Regions from separate parts of the Rattus norvegicus genome. Here region 1 is linked to region 2. A link is a contact called in public Hi-C data. All regions are on one chromosome and are shown on one strand. The core of a region is the stretch at or near the end of the contact, and the rest is flanking DNA. Distances in the headings are between cores, read along the strand shown.

Region 1 (3,157 bases), core at 583-3,082, 150 kb after region 2:
TGGCAAGATGGCTCAGTGAATAAAGGCCCTAACTGCTAAGCCTGACTTCGTGAGTTGGATTTCTGGGACTCTCATGGAGGAAGAACAGACTGCCTCCTCCAGTTATGCTACGACTGCACACTTTGTGGTACACAGGCACACACACACACACACACACACACACACACACGCACACACACACACACGCACACACACACACACACGCACATACAAGTTAAGCCAACTAGCACTTGCCTCAAGTATTTGCCTCTTGTCTACATGTTTCTTGTGCTATTTCCTGCCTTCCACTCCGCCTTGTAGCATCTTGTCATATGTCAGGGGTATGTCGGAACATGTCATGTATCCTTGAGGACATGACTGAATGCTTCATGTATGTTTCCTAAAATTGGCATGGGACTATGCTCATGATTGGTACTTGAAACAATGTTACGAAATAAATGATCCACTTGTTGTATAAAAGTCTTTAAGTATTTCTCACCTCAAGCCTTATGTCTTTAGTTTTCCAGGGATACAGAGAGGGGAAAAATATCCTCAAGGCTGCTGCTATTTGAATGTCAAAAGGTCAGTCGACATTACTAGAGGGATGCTGTGGCTTTCTGCCTGGGGCCATCAAACAATGTGCCACAGGATTTAGCTGATCTCAGACACTTACAGACAGGGCCAGATTACACAGAAGTCTCTTAAGAAGCGAGTGAACTACAAGGCTTTTGACTAATTGTTCCTTTCTGACAGAATAGAGGACGTTTCCTGGTAAAAGTCTTTCCAGCAGAGGGTTTGTCGCAGTTCTTTCACTAAATTGTAAACCTGAGCAAAAAGAACTAAGCAGAAAATGTTTAACTACTGTATTTAAGCCTAACACTATTTATAGTCACTCTATAGTCATCATTTCTGAGATAGTGAAAATCTTCATGGAAGCTGTAGGCCAAGGACTGGCTGAGTGCTTTCCCTGTACAAAATATTTTGGAAATTCAATCATGTATCTGTTTATAATAAGTGATGAATTTACAAGCAAAGCTATATATTAATTCAGTCTCATTAAAAAAGCTAACAAGGAACGTAATGAGGTTATCATTTTTTCATATATTAACAAAAGCTCTGATAGTTATTTGACTGATAGCCATTGGATAGTTTTTGAGATTATAAACGGTTACATTAAGAAAATATGCACAATTCTGATTAATGCATCAATTACAATAGGCAATGCATTTTATACATAAAATGAGTTTTATGTGTTTCATAGTTTAAAAGGCATATATATATATATTCACAGTTTTGTTAGAAACAGACTATTAAATGAATGCAGTGAGCTGCTATAAGCAGTCAGCAAAACACGGAGAAATATTGACAATGAAGAGAAAGACATCTTTTTTTTAATTTTATAATTGTGAAAGAGAGGGGAGAATTCATCTGGGACACAGTTGAAGTCATAGAGAAGTACCTGAGCTGGAGTTGACTGGAGACACAGCCTGTGAGCTCAGAAGTTCCTTGGGCAGCAGGCCTGTGGATTCTCCCCCTGTGGCCACTGTGAGTAACGTTAAGTAAAGCAGGTAGGTCTCTGTGGACCCACATCGCGTCTCACATCCGGTCTGAGAGCATCGCATCCCGTATGTGAGCATCACTCCGTGGGTTGGGAGTCACTAGATCGATCATTCTTCTCCAGGGCTTTCGTAAGCTGGTTCCCATCGGGATCACCTCCTGCCCCAGCTGTTCTCTTGGCTCCCATTTTCCTGCTAAAAGGAGAGGAATCCTCCAGGAGGGATGAGTCAGGGTGTAAACCAAGTGGCAGCCTCTGGATGCAGGCTCGCCAGGTCCAATTTGGATGACTAGACGGGCGGAGCATGCTCACTCTCTGCTGGCACGCCCTGAAGAATGTGGGACCCGCAGCTGCCTCTTGCAGTGGTTAGAAGTGGCCATCCAACTTTTAGTGATGTGTATTTTAGCTACACTGTTCACCACTGTTTTCCGTCTGGAAAAACAGGAAGAGCAGTGTTTGAAGAGCTGCCTGTGCTCTTGAAAGGCTTTTTTCTAGTGTGACTTTCCTTCTTAGCATCTCAGCAGTGTTTGCCAATGCAGCCCAATCAATTCACTAAATTAAACATACACTGTGTGAGATGTGAGCACAGAAAAACCTGCTGGGAGCAAAATAAATGCAAAGTGAGATGTATAGTCCTTCCTCCCAAACAAGCCCCCAAGCCGGCTGGCCTGGGTTTGACACTTTTTGATACCTAGCCTCTAACAGTGACAGTACTCAAAAGCAGACTAAAAACAGAGAACTCAACGGGAAAAAAAATATCCCAAACACAGGCTATCCTGGGTTTCTGTTGTCAATTGTTCTGGTGGTGGTTGTGGGTTTGTTATTGTTGTTGTTTGCTTGCTTGCTTGTTTGTTTCCCTTTTTTAACCTTGCAGAAGCCAGAGCTATCAGATTAAAAAGAACTGCACGTGAGAAAATTCTTCCAGAAGATTGGCCCTTAGGCGAGCATTTGGGGCATTCTAGGAGGGCCCAGCGTGGGGGGGGGGGGTCCGGGCATGTGGTCTTGTGGTTTATAAGAAGGCAGGCTGAGCAAGCAGTAAGCAGAGTTCTTCCACAGCCTCTGCATCGGTTCCTGCTTCCAGGTTCCTGCCTTGACTTCCTACCCTGACTTTACCTCAATTATAGAAGTGTAATGGAAGTGTAAGCCAAATGAACCTTTTCTTTCCTCCAAGTTGCTTTTGGTCATGGTGTTTTATCATAGCAAGAGAAACCTTAACTAAGATTTTTGTGCTACACAATATCGATTGAAAGAACTAAGGAGTTTCTGGGCTGCCTTGGGTAGCTTTGATGAATTTCCCAGTACTCTAGCTTTTTGGCCTTGCCAATAGTACATCCTTTAGAGCAGAAAAGCTCAGCTCAGACAGCACGACCTACACACTAACCTTTACCACAACATGCTTCCATCACTCCCAAAGGAGTCAAGCAGCACAGAAGCTCCCTGTTGGCCGCTTTGAAAGGGTCCATATTGTTAGAAAGTGCATTCTGAGACCATTGTAGGAAATGGCTCTCCTATCACGTCTGTGAGAAGTTTTTGCTATGTATGCATTTTATTTTGAGACCCAAGAAGCCCATAGATGCCTAAATTTACATTCTCCACAGAGTCTGGTCCCCTACAGAACACTAA
Region 2 (3,466 bases), core at 71-2,570:
TCCCGTGGATCACGCTCCAACCCAGGCCAGAATACAAATCATGCTGCCATGTTCTTCAAGAGGTGTCAGCATTCATGAAAACTGAATATGAGTGAGCTTCTCTTATTTTTATAATTTCATTTAAATAATATAGTTTATTATCATAAATTTACATGTTATTCTATTGCAAATTAAGCCATACCAGGCTTAGCTCCAAGCACAAAGTTTACCCCTTATGAATATTATTTTCACAGAGGCTCTTAGGAAGGACATAGATTATATTTAAATATTTTAAGAACTAGTTTATTTTCAGAGGCTTCAGAGACGTCGGGAGTGTGATTATTTGTCCTGCTCCCAAGATCCTACAAAAAATAAAAAAATAAAAAAGCGGGCACAGCTGGGCTGGTTGGGATAGTGTAGCTCGTTTGCTTCACAGACATATGTGTGCTGAGTGTTTCTCCGCTGCGTCTTCCGTGTGCTAGAGTTACAGGAACTTAGCAAAGCCTGGATGTAGAACCTGTCACGTGATAGCACAGACGAGAATGGTGACAACTGTTCAGACACATGACCCCCAAACCAAAAGACCCAAGGAAGAATGAAATTGACTTGACACTTCAAGCAGAGCAGAATCCTCTCCGCTCCTGGCTACTCTGAGAGCAATTGCTTTGGCCACCAACCTGGAGCCACCTTCCCCCATATGCAGAACTGGGGCTCTTGCAGTTGCCACTACTCAGAGGGCCACCAGAGGGCGCTTTCCTCCTTTCGGGTTCTGCCTTACTAAACACGACTCCTTTTGATGGCTAGCACTGAGTTTCTCAGGAGCTGGGGGATTCAGAGGATGCAGCTGCGGCAGACAGCTTGGGTTCTGGGCAAGGGGAAATGTCAGTAAATTTACGTGTGTTTCTGTGTATATTTCTTCACTTCTGTCTCCTCTGGTGAACTGCGCGCTTAAGTACCAGATCTTGTCTGTGTATATCCCTGTCATCTGTGGCTAGCTTGGAGTCTGATATTTAAGAGGTCTTAATAAATACTACGGAGTGTGAAGAACTGATCTTGACTCAGGTTTTAGTTTTCTGCCTCTGAGGTCAGCCTGACCTGGGATCCTTATTCAAGAGGTCTGGCATGGGGGTGCAAACGCATCCTTGGAAGGCTCTGTGCTCCTAGCTAGCTGTTCCTGCCCCACGGGTGGGCCTCCTTGGCTTGGTGCCCTAGCTATGGGCTGCTGACTATGAGAAACGAATCCCTGATCCTTGGGTTTGCCACTTAGTCCCTTTAGTGTGACCTAGTCTGCCCTCCCACCCTGCCTTTCCATTCCTCTTCCCATGAGCACACTTTCCTGCCAGAGATGACATCACCTGCCAGTTGTGGGAGACCAGCTGGGAAGACCAGGGGCTCTTGGCACCACCCACAGGGGCAGCTGTTTCTGCAGGCTGGAACTTACCAGCTCCTGTTCTGCTTTAACCAACACTGAGACTACATGGGTGCTAGAACAGAGGGCACCCCAAAGTTAAGGGGGTATTTTCTCTTATAACAAAGGCTTATAATTTTGTTCCCTCAGAGTCCCATTGTCCAAGGTTTTGAAGGGGAAATGTGTATATATACAAAGGCCGAGGAGAGTAACTGTGGATGGGGGTGGGGAAGATTCCTCACATTATGTGTGTTGGCACTGCATGAGAAATGCAGAGAGTTTCAGCCTCCTGGGTCAGGTGGTGCTGCATAAATCCCAGTGTGAGCCTCACTGATGTGTATGGGCAAGCCAGCTAACACTCTGAACCTCAAACACCTCATTGATCAAACTGGACAGTAATATCCCTGTACAGGTTATAAGCAGACCTGCTGTCAATGTCAGTCACTCTAAGTCATAGCACGTGAGGCTTGCTCTTGGAACTGTTATAGAATGCTGCTTTCGTTATTCCTGTGTCCTCTCTTCATTTGCCCATCGTACCGGAAAGCAGTCATTTTTCTCTCCTGCACTTTCACCTCATGGACCTGGTGATTTACACAAGTGACTGTTTTCTCTTCTTTAAAGCAGCTGCTAGGAAGCCCAGAGCCAAACGTGTGGTCCGTCAGCATCGACTGTGCACGTCACTGGAAGATGTTTTTGACCACATGTGCGACTCTGTTTACATGCCTGCCATTTCAGAAACCGCCTCTCGTTTTCCATGATGCTACTGTGTGTTATTATTCTACAGATCTTAATCTTTCTGAAGTGAGACAGAGTGAGATAAAAATGCGTTTGTTACTAAGTATGTGAACACCCAGATTTAAAGCATTTTTTCACTATGTCTGGGGAATAGTAAGCTCATAACATGCGAGTTAGTTTTATGGAGTCCTTGTAAATGAGTGTAATTACCCTCTGCGAATCTGAGTTGGCTCTTGTGGATTATATTAGAAGGGTGTGGTAAAGTGGTTCACATCAATAGACAGGTTTCCCAAGCTGGAAAGGTGTCATTGCCTTAGCTAGTGGTAGGTATAATTCTAAACACACTGACAGCTCGAATTGTCCAATCACTGCAGAGAATGCCTTGTAGACGAGCCCAGCCTAGAACAAAAATAACCCCAAAGTTATTTCAACCTATATGAGTTTCTCAAAGTGCATTAAAGGGGGATTTATTCTTTGCCAGTCATACATCATAAAATGATGTTTCTTCCCTTTCACTCACCATTTCCCAACTCTTTTGCTGCCAACCAGACTCATCCCCCACCCCCATTCCCTGCTTAGTGAGGTAGGCCACCAGGCTCTGTGATTAGACTCTGTCTGCTTTCTCACGCCTCCCTGGGTTTCTTTCTCACTCCCATCCACTGATTCCATGTCAGACAAGATTTATGAAGTGAGCTGACAAAGACAATTCCTCTTCGGAGGGGCTGCAGGACCTTCATGTGTTAATAAATCTCCGTCTTCTAGGAAATGAGAGCTGATTAATATGAGGTGGAAGAGAATCTGGGGCATAGCGTTACCTCCAAGCATGTTCAGTCTGTGGGATCTGGAGGAAGCCATCAAAGCAAAGGTTACAGAACTTCACTCTTGCCCTTCTCTCCCGCCGTCCTCTCCAGCTTCCTTCGCTCTAAGATGGGGACTTCACCATGTCTGTCATCTGGAAGTAGAGACACAATGCCCCTGTATTAGATGAGGCTGGAGGTATTGGGGCCAAATCAGGGGACCAGGGGTGTCAACAAAAGATCCATTTGGTTTCAAAATGCAGCGAAGTGACATTCCACAGCCTCAGCTGTGTGCTCACCTGGCCGGGGTGTCTGTCCTTCAGCTTTCCTGCAAACCTGGGGGAGGCCAAGGTCATTTCTTAGCCAGGCAACACTGGGAGAGAGTGACAGGGAAGGTAGCCCTCCTCTGCCAGCCAGCCTTCAGAGGACAGAGAAACTGGCATCAGCCTATCAGCAGAGACCTTTCCAGGACTGGAGGCTTAAGACAGGCAGCTTCACAGAGGGATTCTATAACGTTGTGAACTCTGTAGGCTTAGTAGTTTGTGTG

What was found. A called contact is a pair of places that touch in the nucleus more often than the background predicts.
Region 1: a Hi-C map of the A7r5 cell line shows a contact between it and region 2, with 5 times the contacts expected there. The contact joins two enhancer-like sites. A contact is called at or near these places in 3 of 12 Hi-C or Micro-C datasets (the A7r5 cell line, the Rat2 cell line and psoas muscle).

The regions. Positions count from the first base shown.
Region 1 is chr2:126,261,574-126,264,730 of GRCr8, forward strand. No RefSeq gene overlaps it. Among named protein-coding and RNA genes, the nearest start is that of Jade1, 210 kb to the right of the region's middle. Within about 2 kb of position 1,833, at least 11 of the 93 cell types and tissues checked have an H3K27ac peak or open chromatin away from gene starts, as enhancers often do. A contact at or near this core is called in the A7r5 cell line, where this site is marked.
Region 2 is chr2:126,114,646-126,118,111 of GRCr8, forward strand. No RefSeq gene overlaps it. Among named protein-coding and RNA genes, the nearest start is that of Pgrmc2, 100 kb to the left of the region's middle. Within about 2 kb of position 1,321, at least 11 of the 93 cell types and tissues checked have an H3K27ac peak or open chromatin away from gene starts, as enhancers often do. A contact at or near this core is called in the A7r5 cell line, where this site is marked.